Regions from separate parts of the Mus musculus genome. Here region 1 is linked to region 2. Evidence: chromatin contacts called from public HiChIP or PLAC-seq data. All regions are on one chromosome and are shown on one strand. Each heading gives the region's core, a stretch centred on a gene start, on an enhancer-like site or on the middle of the called end of the contact. The rest is flanking DNA. Distances are from core to core; before and after follow the strand shown. Region 1 overlaps Gm4258 (a long non-coding RNA gene). Region 2 has its middle 16 kb from the start of Gm34306.

The links. HiChIP or PLAC-seq counts read pairs in DNA pulled down with a chosen protein or histone mark.
Region 1: an H3K4me3 HiChIP or PLAC-seq map of bone marrow-derived macrophages shows a contact between it and region 2, with 2.3 times the contacts expected there. The contact joins two enhancer-like sites. A contact is called at or near these places in 2 of 484 Hi-C or Micro-C datasets (the 63-12 cell line and macrophages) and 2 of 115 datasets of contacts at active chromatin or transcription factors (acute myeloid leukemia and bone marrow-derived macrophages).

What each region holds. Positions count from the first base shown.
Region 1 is chr1:137,923,308-137,929,638 of GRCm38.p6, forward strand. Gm4258 (a long non-coding RNA gene) reads left to right here. Exons shown (of 3, transcript XR_003948014.1): 2 at 1-6,331. Among named protein-coding and RNA genes, the nearest start is that of Gm4258, 28 kb to the left of the region's middle. Within about 2 kb of position 2,739, at least 19 of the 459 cell types and tissues checked have an H3K27ac peak or open chromatin away from gene starts, as enhancers often do. A contact at or near this core is called in bone marrow-derived macrophages, where this site is marked.
Region 2 is chr1:137,749,079-137,754,878 of GRCm38.p6, forward strand. No RefSeq gene overlaps it. Among named protein-coding and RNA genes, the nearest start is that of Gm34306, 16 kb to the right of the region's middle. Within about 2 kb of position 2,818, at least 71 of the 459 cell types and tissues checked have an H3K27ac peak or open chromatin away from gene starts, as enhancers often do. A contact at or near this core is called in bone marrow-derived macrophages, where this site is marked.

The DNA.
Region 1 (6,331 bases), core at 1,489-3,988, 170 kb after region 2:
AGGTGGGGTTGTTATGAATACTTGTTAAGCCACTAAGACAAATGCTGTATTTTTGCTTTCTAAAATTAGAATTTATAAACACAATTTTCCATGTCTAGCCAAGTGGATTTGATTCTATTTGTAAATGGTGGGAAAGGGGCAGCTGAAGGAAGAAATTCTCTGGCAGCAATGAAACCTTACTGGCTCTTGTTATGAGGCAGACAATTCTTTTTAATATATCTTGAGTAGATTCTGTTATTTATCATGGGAAAAATGAGTGTTATTCTGATATTTAATTACATTATATATGTCCATTCCTGACCTATAATTATACTGCCTGTAAAATTTTAATTGTTAGTTCAGTGCAGGGCCATTACAACCATCATTTGTTTATGATTGAAAAGATGTTAAAAATTGCTCCTCTGTCTTAATAATGTCTGCTGCTAGCACATTATTAACAAAATAACATAATTTCTTCCTGTGGGCCCAGTGTATATTACAGGTTACAGTGTTTAGAAAAAAATGACAAAGACAGGAAATGTGTAGGGATGTGGTCACTTAAATACACAAAAACGCAAGACAAAAGGATCTCCAGAATTTGAAAGAACATCCCTGTTTGGGGTACTGTGAGACAGTCTTAGATGTTTGCTTGATGATAAGCAATCTTCAGAAGGAACAGGAAGGGAATGTCCAAACTTCTGAATTATGTGAAAGAAATACACCAAAGCACTAGCTACTTCACTCCTCTTCCGTGTATTCTGTTCATGAGGCTAGCCCAAGGCCCAGTTGATACTTTTCAAACTACAGAAGCCTTCTGGCTCCTACTACAAATTCGTTCTGAACCAGTTGTGTTACATTGTTGCTAAGGCTAATTCTTGCTAGCTTCCTTCTATATGCAAGCATTTTTATCTCTTTTAAGTATGGACAAAAGAAAATTTGTACATAAACAAATAGCAGACTCAAGACCCAGGAAGCAGATTCTCGGTGTTTTTGAAACAGGTTACTGAAAAATAAATGAGAAGCAGGAGAAAAATAGAAGAGAAGACAGAGAAACCATCTGTCACTCACTGAAGGGATGAACAAACAGGAGAGTGAAACTGGTGTCCATATTGTTTGAAACTGAGCTGAGATCATTTCCGTAGACCTAAATAAAGACTTTGCTTTATAAATCTTAGCTCTTCAGTCAAGGGTCGTGTATACTCGAGTCAGTCAGCCCTCCACTGACCTACGCTAACAGCCCCTTTTGATATAGACATTTGTCCAACTCCGGGGGAATACACAATATTATAGTTCATACACTATAATATTGTTTTCTTCTACATGTCATTTTTAAGAAGTAAAGCAAATTTTGTTGTTTTGTGTTCTGCGATGGATTCTCCATCTGTAGCTCAGGCTGCCCTAGAACTTACCTGGAGACTAAGCTTGCTTCCAAGTGTGATGCTCTTCCTTGTCTCGGTCCCCTCGTGTGTGGATGATACACAGAGCCACCACTACAGTCTTAGTACTTTCCTAGACCAAGAAGATGATTTGGTGTGACAATTATGCACAAGGCCTTTTGTGGTTCTCTTTTTAAAATATACTAAATTTCCCCTGTTAGCCTCTTTGAGGGTCTTAACCATTATGTTCTACTGGCGTCAGCGCAAGGAAGAACCGTTGTCACAGCCATCAACAGTTCTACACAACCTGAGAAATCAGCCTAACCAGGTCTTGGTGGCTTTGATCACTCTACTGAACACTAACTCACAGCAACTACATACTTCTTAGGACAAAGGATTTTCACAAATGAACATCTTTAAATATTACAGCATGAGCATACGACAGAGTGAATGATCCTGTAAAAAATAAATAATTTTAATTTCTTCTTCCTCCTCTTCATCTTCTTCCTCCTCCTTCTTCTCCTCTCTCCCTCTCTCCTTCCCTCCCTCTCCTTCCCCAATCTCAGAGTGTTCAAACCCACATACAGCACTCACTTGATTACATATCTATAACTACAGCCCTCATTTGCTTTCATGTAAAATTATATTTAGTATTTAAACTAAATAATAGTTTAAAACTAAGTAATAAACCTTGTACTTTATCCTTAAAAAGCTTCCAGTGAGGATCTTTACTTTAAATACAAAGGAACATATTTTATGATTTCTAAAATATCAACGTATAACTAGCATGCATCTGTCTCTATGGAGATCTGAGAGAATACTACACTGTTGAAATTTTGCTAATAATCAACCCTGTACATTGTCCATCTTATCCTTAACAAAATATGCCTTAAATATTTCACTTTAATTTTTGCATATATTTCTTACCTCTAGGCTTTCTAAGATTTAACAGCCTAGAAAATTATCTTATCTTTGGTTTAGCAAAACCATATCTTTATTTTATCCAACTTGACAAAATTGCATTCTTATTTTTCCAATTTAAGTGTTTTTACATACTCACTTCATTGCTTAAAATTCACACAGATAATGTACATGCTAGATAGATAAATTGAGACATATCCACTTCTTTTTATCCATATGCACGTACACACGCGAGCACGTGTGCATGCCTGTGCACAAGCATGTGTGTGCACACACAAACACACTAATATTTAGGCCTATTTAATGTTTAGTGCAACTTCTCTGCTTTAACTCTATAGGTGCTGACGGGTTGGCTAAGATGGCAAGGTTTACAAGTCCAGGGTCATCTATGAGTCTGTGCATCCCAGAAGCCCTGCCATGCAGAGCATTGTTTAGCCTCGTCTTTCTGGAACTAAGGCCTGGTCTGATGTCTGCAGCTCCCTGGTACCGTGGAGCTGTGTCTGCTCTGATAGCATGGGTAGCATGCATTCTCACTTACACTGCATGGACCTAATAAATGAAACTGACCCTCACCTTGGTTAGCTTTCCTTCTTTTTCTCCCCATCTTACAGAAGTAAGGATGCACTTTTAGTTGGGCTGTGTCTTATGTTTAACCTTTGCAGGGCAATCGCCTTTCTCTTACAGGCCTTTGTTCCCCTTCAGAGAGGAAATGATTCACTCTAAAAATTCAATATAAATAAAGCAGCTAATTCTGCTTTTGAAACTTCAAACTTTGAGATCGAATTCAACATTTCTGAAAAAAAAAAAGAAAAAAAAAAAAAGAAAGAAAGAAAACAAAACCCCAAAACCCAGGGACACAATATATCACTTCAGTTTGCTGCTTTCAAGGTCAGCGCTGGGATCAGACAGTCCCCATTTTTTGATACAATTAGAAGATAAAGACCTGTCAGTTCTCAGAGAGCTTAGCCCAGAGCTCTGTGCAGAAGTGGGTCAATCGCCCTGCCCTGTTATCTGTCTAATTAATGATGCATTTAGTTTGAGACTCACAAATCTACTCATCGACTTCTCCAAACACCTTAAATGTACACAAATTCCCTTACTAGGTCTTACCATCTCCCATAGGATACAGTAGAAATGGGCCTAAACATATTAAAATAATATTTTTATAATACATTGTCTTCCTTCATAATTACTTGCCATTTTTCTACTAACTATGTCAGTTGTCTGAGATCCCTTGCAGACCTTAGACTATGGAAGAAATGGCTGCACTCTCCCTAGCACATGTCCTAGACAGTCAGGAATGGAAAATGAGTACTCATTTACTCCCAAGGATTATGGCAACACACATCTCCTAAGTCTTTCTGGCCTGAACCACTTGGATACCACAACATAATCCTTGGGAGTAAATGAACGAGGTGCGTTTGGGTCTTTCCTTGCTTTCGTTTATGTTACCGTTTGGATTCACTTGTACACAAGAATCTGTTTACCAGTTTCCTGTTATTAATTATGGGAAATGGACTTCCTTAAAATGTTAGGGACACTCTTATACCTCACGTTCAAACACTTCCGGCAAGATACTGACAATCCCCTTAAGTTCCACAAAGCCATATGCTCATTTGAAATACATTGTTTCTTCTCCTACCCCTCAACTTATCTCTCCCTGAAATGAAAAGACAGAGAGTAGCATGCCTCTACCCAGTTATGAGGACACCGAGGTGTGAATCCCGAATTCTAGTCACAAAACTGAGTTGCAAAATTCAAATAAAATAGTAAAGTGCTAAGGACCACAATGTATTCTAATGTAAATCTACAAACGGGGAAAATATTGATTTGCTGCTTGATGTATTATTACTAAGCTTTTCTTCTGCTCAATCCAAGTTAGTATATACTCTGTCTTGTCTCTGTTTCTCTCAGTCTCCCTGTGTCTCTGTCTTTGTCTCTCTCTTCTCCCTCCCCTCCCTCTCTTCCCTCTCCATTTTCTCTAAAGTATAAGCAAATGTATTTGCATACATTAAAATCATAAAGAACCCAAAACATCTGGAAATTTTAGAAGCAAAGCAAAATAGTCAGGGGAGAAACCCAGTTTTAAAATGCAGATGTTTAATTGTGCTGTCAGTTTTGTTACAAGGGCACAAGAGCAGAAATAACCAGAAGTCAATGGCAGAAAATTAAAATACTTTCAGGAGCGCTTGCCAAGGTAAAAGCAGTGAAATTGGTAACACAATATGGACACGGCCTTTCTAGACTGAGATCTGGAAATGTTACCATGTGCAATTTCATAAATTAGCTATTTCAAATGAAAATCCTTTTCATTAAAGGACACAATAAAAGTTTTTCATACTCTCTCTTCCCTTTGGTCATCAACATCAGGCAGTTATTTGGGGTTTGTCTTTCATCAATGACAAGCTCTTTCCCCCACCCTTCGGGCCCCGTTTCTAAGACTCTGATAGTGCTGAGTGGCCAGAAATTACAGATGCAGGACAGCTGACAAATGACTGCCAGGCCCCTCCCCCAGGGCCTTGGCAGTCACAGCTCCTGCCGGAACACGCCTGAGCACAGCGAGCCTTCCAGACAAAGACACAAAGATTCCATTTTCTCAAGGAAAAATAGATTTCATGTGTAAAACACTGGTGAGAAAAACTCAAAGCTGACACACATGTGCGGTCTCCACGAGGCGAGGCTGAATCGCTCCGAAGACTCAAATTTCACTTGATTGCATCAAAGCCTAACAAATATTATTTAACCGAAGAGTATTTCAGGCAGGCTGTAAAAGGGGGAAAAAAAAAAAAGAAAAAAGACAGGCAACGGTAAGATATTTTATTTGTTGAAGCGCGTGATTAAGAAGGCAAAAGAATCCCGAGCTTAGTAGAGATGTTGATCCTAGAGTAAGAATTCATACTTGCTCACATCTTGGAGTCTACAAAGTAAGAAGAATTCTTTTTTTAAAAAATTAAAACCTTATTCAATCAAAGGGTTTAGCAAGATAGTATTAAATTCCTACGAGTATGTTTCTAGTGAAAAGAACCTCCTCACAGCAGCCCCCAGGATATCATTACTGGAGAGGCAGCGAGTACTTTATTACACATGAAACCTTGGCGACTGTCTCAGCCTTCCCAAGCATGCAGGTTTCATCTCGTGGGCCCAGAGCCCTGGCTTCCACAGCGAAGGCCATCTGCTTGGCCTCCCCGTCATGCCAGGCAATGTGTAGGTGCAAAGGCCAGGGCTGGGAGACAAAGAAAGGCTGTCTACTGAGAAAGAGTGTGCTTTTCTTCCTGTCTGCCTGGACACCCATCCCCACTACTCAGATGAGTTCAGTGTTTGCAGAAAACTTAGTTTAATATACTTGAGAAAGTGAGCCCTTAACAGGTTAAAATATAATTAATCGTAGCTGTCAGGGGTAATAGACCAAGAAATTGCACTGGGAATCTTTTTTTTTAAATTATATAACAAATTTAAAAACAAATAAACACAGTTTGTACTTTCCTGTACCTTTTACAAGATCCTGCAATTCTTAAATTTCTTTAGCTTCTGGAAATGTCAGGGTAAGAAAGAAAGAGGGAAAGAGGGAGGGGAGGGGGAGGGGAGGGAGGCTGAGAGGCATTACAAAACACTTGAGAATTCAAAAAGAAGTATCATGAAGGATAATGAGGCTATTAGGTAATCGCATAACTATTTTATCTAAACTCTATTCACACACACACACATTTTAGGGCTAGCTATTATGATCAACAGGGAAGGACATTAGCATCTTAAAGATATTGCTAATATTAGTCATCAAAATTCATACTTCATATTTGGTGTTAAAGTGACCCCCACCTAAAGGGGACTGAAAACATCAGTACACTTGTGGAAAACAAACACCAGCTTGGCTGGAAGCATAACTTTTATTCTCAATTAAACCACGTCGCAATCTGCCTTTGATGTCATCTCAGTCCTCCTGCCTAGAACATGAAGAATTCTACAAGTTGCAGCTCACCTTTGGAGATCAATATCTGGAGGAAACCTCCCTCTCTAAATGCAGATGTATGTGCTGAGGGGAAAGGATGTGAGATATT
Region 2 (5,800 bases), core at 1,568-4,067:
CCTTCGTCATTAGCACATTTACTTTAGTCAAATAGGTAGGTCAGAAATAAATACTACTTTAAATAGAATTAACCTTTATTCAAAACTGTGGTTCTGAAGAACTCATTAAATATGGAGATAACGTTAATAAGAAGTAATTGCAACTTCAGGCCTATTTCTAACTTCCAGGCTGATCCTGGAAGCTCCAAGCCACACTGCTTCCAAATTATTTTCCTACTTAAACGATACTCAGAGACTTTGCGCTGATTAATTTTTGCCAATTGGACAAAACTAGCAACTTGGGAAGAAGGAACCTCCGCAGAGGAATTATTTTAATCAGATTGGCCTGTTTGCAAGTCTGTGGGGGCATTTTGTTGATTAATGATTGATGTGGGAGCCCCAAGCTCATGGAGAGACGTTCCACTCCTCTGCAGGCCAACCAGAATTATAGAAAAATATAGGCTGATCAAGCCAATAAACAGTGTCTCTATAGCAGCGGTTATTAATCTGTGGGCTGAGACATTTTTGGGGTCACATATCAGACATCCTGCATATCAGATATTTACATTACAATTCACAATAGTGGAAAAATGAATAACAGTTATAAAACAGCACACACACACACACATACACACACACACACACACACACACACACACACACACACACATTTGTTCTGGAGTCACCACAACACGAGGAACTGTATTAAAGGGTTGTAGAATTAGGAAGGCTGAGAACCACTGTTCTATAGTCCATACTTCAGTTTCTACCTTCAGGCCCCTGCTTGAATTCTAGCCCTATCTTGGGTCAGTTAAATGTAAGCCAAACAAACTCTTTCACCTTTTAAGTTGCTTTTGTCTGAGTTTTACAATATTAATAAAAAACAAACTAATAATGACTTGAAATCTAGATAGCATGTGTGATGTTAATCTTGACTGTCAACTATATTGGATTTAGGGTCAAATAAGAGACTCTGCTCTGAGTGAGCCTGTGAGAGTATTTCCATGAAGAATTAGCTAAGGAGCAAAGATTCACTGAGTGGAAACACCCTGTAAGGACAGTCAATATTCTAAAGTCTGCTTCTGTTGCTCCTTGCTGGTGAGTGAATATGTCTGGTTGCTGCCATCCTTCAGTGATCTCTGAAGCCAGCTTTCTCATCCTTTACACACAGACTAAAGACCCGTGGCTCTTCAGAACTTGACTGATGGACTACAATTCCTCAGGCACTCAGTCTTGCACACTGAGCCGCTACCGGGTCCTCAGACTGAACTACCCAGCCTGTGTCCTTAAGACAATAAATCCATTGTTTAACACTTATTTATTCTATACACTATGTTCTTCTTGAGAACACTGAAAAAAAAGTATAAGGAGTTAGTTTTATGTTATTGTGAATATTTGAATAATAGAGTACTATCAATACACTCTTGAAATATGACTTAAAAGAGTGAATAGTGCATATCTGACATTTTATACAATAACATAATTACAACAATATATGATTATATGCTACAATTACATACATTATGACTCATTGTGTAGCTATATAATAATTTACTAGAAAGTTGTATAAGGTAAATAGATTCTCAGCTATAAAATACCCAATAAATTTATCATTTCTTACCATAGTTATTTGTCAGAAATATCACTGATATTTTTCTTAGGATACAAACTGCTAGATATTCAACAGTTTAAAGAAATTGTCATTTTATTTTCATTTTACTGATTATTATCCAGAACCCCAAATGTAGCACACATCACCTATTTTAGTTACCTAGTTCTTTTATTTACTCTTTCTTGCTAACAGTAGCTATCAAGTAATAATACTTCCCCCTATTTAATGAGAAAGTGCAGTTAAGGAAAAGGCACATTTCACCTATCGCCTGGGAGCTAAGAAGAGTAATTAAAATATTGGTTGATCAGATCCCAAAGCTTGCCCTTTTGTGGTCTTTGTGGATTACTTTAGTTTTTCTAGCCATCTCTTAGAGACGGTGACATGCCACGTTGTTGGACACTTCTGAATGCCCAGCACAGCATTAAAGTCTTGCTGAGAACAAAGGAGCGCATGGCAGTGCCAACGGCACTGTAGAGCTCCCATTCTAGCTGAAGTATGAGTGTTGACATGATGACATTGGGAGAATATTTAAGCTAATGTGTGTGTTGTAATTGCTGTTTACAATTTCTATTAAGAGTGACATCAACAAGGTAGAAAAGCACACTTGAATTTATTCAGAGACACCCAATTTAACAGTCATGTAAAGACCCAAATTTATCTTTATAAGGTTACCAGAAATCAAATAAGAAATTGCAATACCTTAGGAGATCACTCGGCTGAGAAGCAGGCATTGAAATCAGCAAGGGGAGCAATTCAGTTTACTCATGGCAACCCTACCTCTAATATGTATTGCAGCTCATGACTCATCTTAGTACTTCCCTCTTGTCGGACAGAGAGCAGCCATGCACGCAGATTTTCAACTTTATGATGTACTATATGAGGAGTAATTTCTGTCACCTAACTTCGCAGCCGACATCCATGGATCAACATAGTTGGAGGATAACAGAGAGTTGCATAATGTAGCTGGCAGCCTCATGTGACCACAAGTTTGGCAAGATTAGGGGAAGGCACCCAGTCCCTGACTTTTCTCTGAGGAGAGGGGGTGGGGGAGGAAGTGAGTGTGTCTCCAATGTTCCAGCTTTTCTGAGAATTCACTAATAGACAGTTTCTGTCTCACTTTACCACTCAACTGGAGTACTGCTGCGAACCGACAGTGTGGAGGCCTGGGGGCAGTGGAGAACAATGGAAAGCAGAACAGCAGCTGGCATGACCTTGTGATCCGGGATGGTGCAACAGAGGGTCATAGAGAGCTTCTCTATGATTGCAGCAACAGAAGACCAGAGAGAGAAAGGGAGAGAGGGAGTGCCGAGAGCCACAGGACAGGGAGGGAGAGGGAGATATGAAAGAATGGATTAACACTTATATCTAAAGCCATAAAGTAGCTGAATATATATGTCATTAGCTTCCAATTCTGACTATCGGCTGTCTACAAGAAAGTAAAAAAAAAATAAAAGAAAGATTAAAGGGATGAAATAATTAATAAGGGACGTAATAATCTCAAACAGACACACACCTAGCACCAAGCCACCAAAAATAACTAAAGCAAACAGTAGCAGAGATAGCTGCTAGTCGGGGAGAGCCAGACAGGAATGCAGTGATAACAGAGAACTTCAGTTCTTTACTTCTGATAATGGATAGATCACCCAGATAGAAAAGAAAGAAAAGAACATATTTGACAGCAAAAGAGATGAACCTGTCCCACCAGATACCTACAGTACATTGTATTCAAGAGAGAAACACCATATGTTCTTTCCAAGCACAGTTGGAACATTCTCCAGGAAATCTCTCACTGGTTTACAAAGCAGGTCTTAGTGACTTTCAAACAAGTGAAATCATTTTAAGTATCTTCCCAGCCCTGTCCCCACAAAATCACTGGAAGGAAGCTACACTTGACCAGCTGAAAGAAGAGTGAAAATTTTACACATACATGGAAAAAGAGCAGGAGGATCTTTGCTTGAAGTGGGTTATTGGTAATAATAATAAACAACTTTGGTACTGATTTATTTACTTTATGTACTGTATTTTCAATAATGCACTCTTTCTAGTTATTAAGAAAAACAGCGTTCTGATAGACAGTCCCTCATGAAGCATTCCAGAAACCTCCAAGTCATGGGCCACATCCCATCCAAATTACTACCCTATCCTGTTCCGTGTAGCAAGACACAAGAGTGGTCAATAGTGGCTTCCGTGGTCCTGACTGGGAAAAGCCTGGACTGTGTTGTATTTGCATCTTTTGTTTTTTAACTAACGAGTTTGGAAAGTCCAAGCAAAACATTTTCCAAATACAAAAATACTTGCAGAGCAAATGAATATGGAGAAAATATGTTCGGCAGCTGTACAACGTGTTTGCGATTTAAGCCAAGTTCTATAAGTTCTATTATAAGAGAAAAGATATTAGTTACAAAGCTTTAAAGTTTATAAATTAAGAAGTTACCATGAGTTGAGGCTAATCTATTTTTTTTCTTATGAAGGTAAACATTTACTTGGTGCTAAGTTACAGTTTCAGAGGTTCAGTCCATTATCATCATGGTGGGAAGACATGGTGCTGGAGGAGCCCACAGTTCTACACCTTGATCCAAAGGCAGCAAGGATCTTCTGCATTTGGATATATTTGACAATAGGACCTCCCCCAACCCCACAGTGATGTATTTTCTCCAACTGCCACATCAATTCCAAGGCCACACCTCGTAATAGTGCCACTTCTCCTGGGCCAAGCGTATTCAAACCACCACAGAAGTCAAAGGCTGACTATTATCTGTAAGCCCTTATGATGACAGCAACAAAAGCAAACCCTGAATTACACACTCACAACATTCAGTGCTACACAATAAATGTGCACATTATAAAGGGAGGAACAGAGGTGTAGAAAGCAGGACCAAAACCCAGCAGAGAAAATGTTAAATCCTATTCCATGTCTAACACTAATCTATTTTTGAATGAAGTACTGGCTATCAAATTTTATGAAGCTTTAGTAAAGTGGTTGTATGGATCCTCAAGAGGTGGCAATCAGGTGATCGGCCACCACATTTACTCTCTGACTTCTACAGCCATGAGGGACACTCCTCAAGACTGCTTCAGACAGGCACACTGAATTTCCTTTTTATGCTGTGTTAGTTGCTTTTATTCTGTTGCTGTGCTAAAACACTGACCCAAGCAGCCTGAGGAAAGAAGCGTTTCTTTCAGCTGACAGTTTGAGACTTCAGTCTATCACTCGTTGGAAGGTCATAAGACTTCAAAAGTCTTATGCCATGGACACATGGCATCTGCAGCCACAAAGCAAAAACCGATGGCTGCCCCGGCTTAGCTAGATTTCTCCTGAGTCCCAGAGTCAGAGGCTAGGGAATGTTTAGCCTAGGTCCTCTACTTCAACTAAGTAAACCACATGCCTCACAGGGATGCCCATGGGCTGTTTGGTGAATCTTGATCCTTTCAAGTTGATGGTCAGTGTCAACCCTCTTCCATACTATTTATTAGTGCACATTTATTTGCTTAAATAGGTTTCAACGCACAATTATTTGTCATTGTTTTGTAATTATCAAGACTTCTCAGCATAAAAGCATACCATACAGGTTTTGAACATAGAGGTTAATAGACTATATACCACTTAGCTTCCTTTGCAGTATGTTGTATCATCTCATTCATGTGAATATGTTTTCTCATGTTTGCATAGTGAAAACATAAACCATCCATTCATTTCCCAGAACTCTAGACTGAAAATAAGATTGGAACTTAAATAGGAGGGGTCATGATAACGTCCATAAATATAAAATGGACTTTAAGAGATTCTTCTGTATTAGTAAGACACCAACAACCAGCAAAGCTGAGGAAATGGAAGAGTTTTAAAAGTTAACATGCTAATATTGACTCATGAATAAATAGGGAAATCTAAATAGTTCAATTAAAAAGGAGATTTTTGAAAATGATAAAAACAAAAAAATCCGTCACCTAAAAGTCTTCGTGGCTGAGTTCTAACACAATTTTCTATAAGGCGTTATTACCAATCTGTTAACATTTCTAAAATGTCGAGAGAGTTGGGAATAATTGCAACTACATCATAGGAAGGCAGGTGTCCTTAAAAACCAAAGCCAGAAAAAGACACTCCCTAAAAGCAAAATTACCAGTGAAAATTCCTGGTCGTGGCGTAGGACGAAGTCCCCCTTCACATACGCATGGCCTTTTCTTTAACACCACCCTCTGGTCTTGGAATCC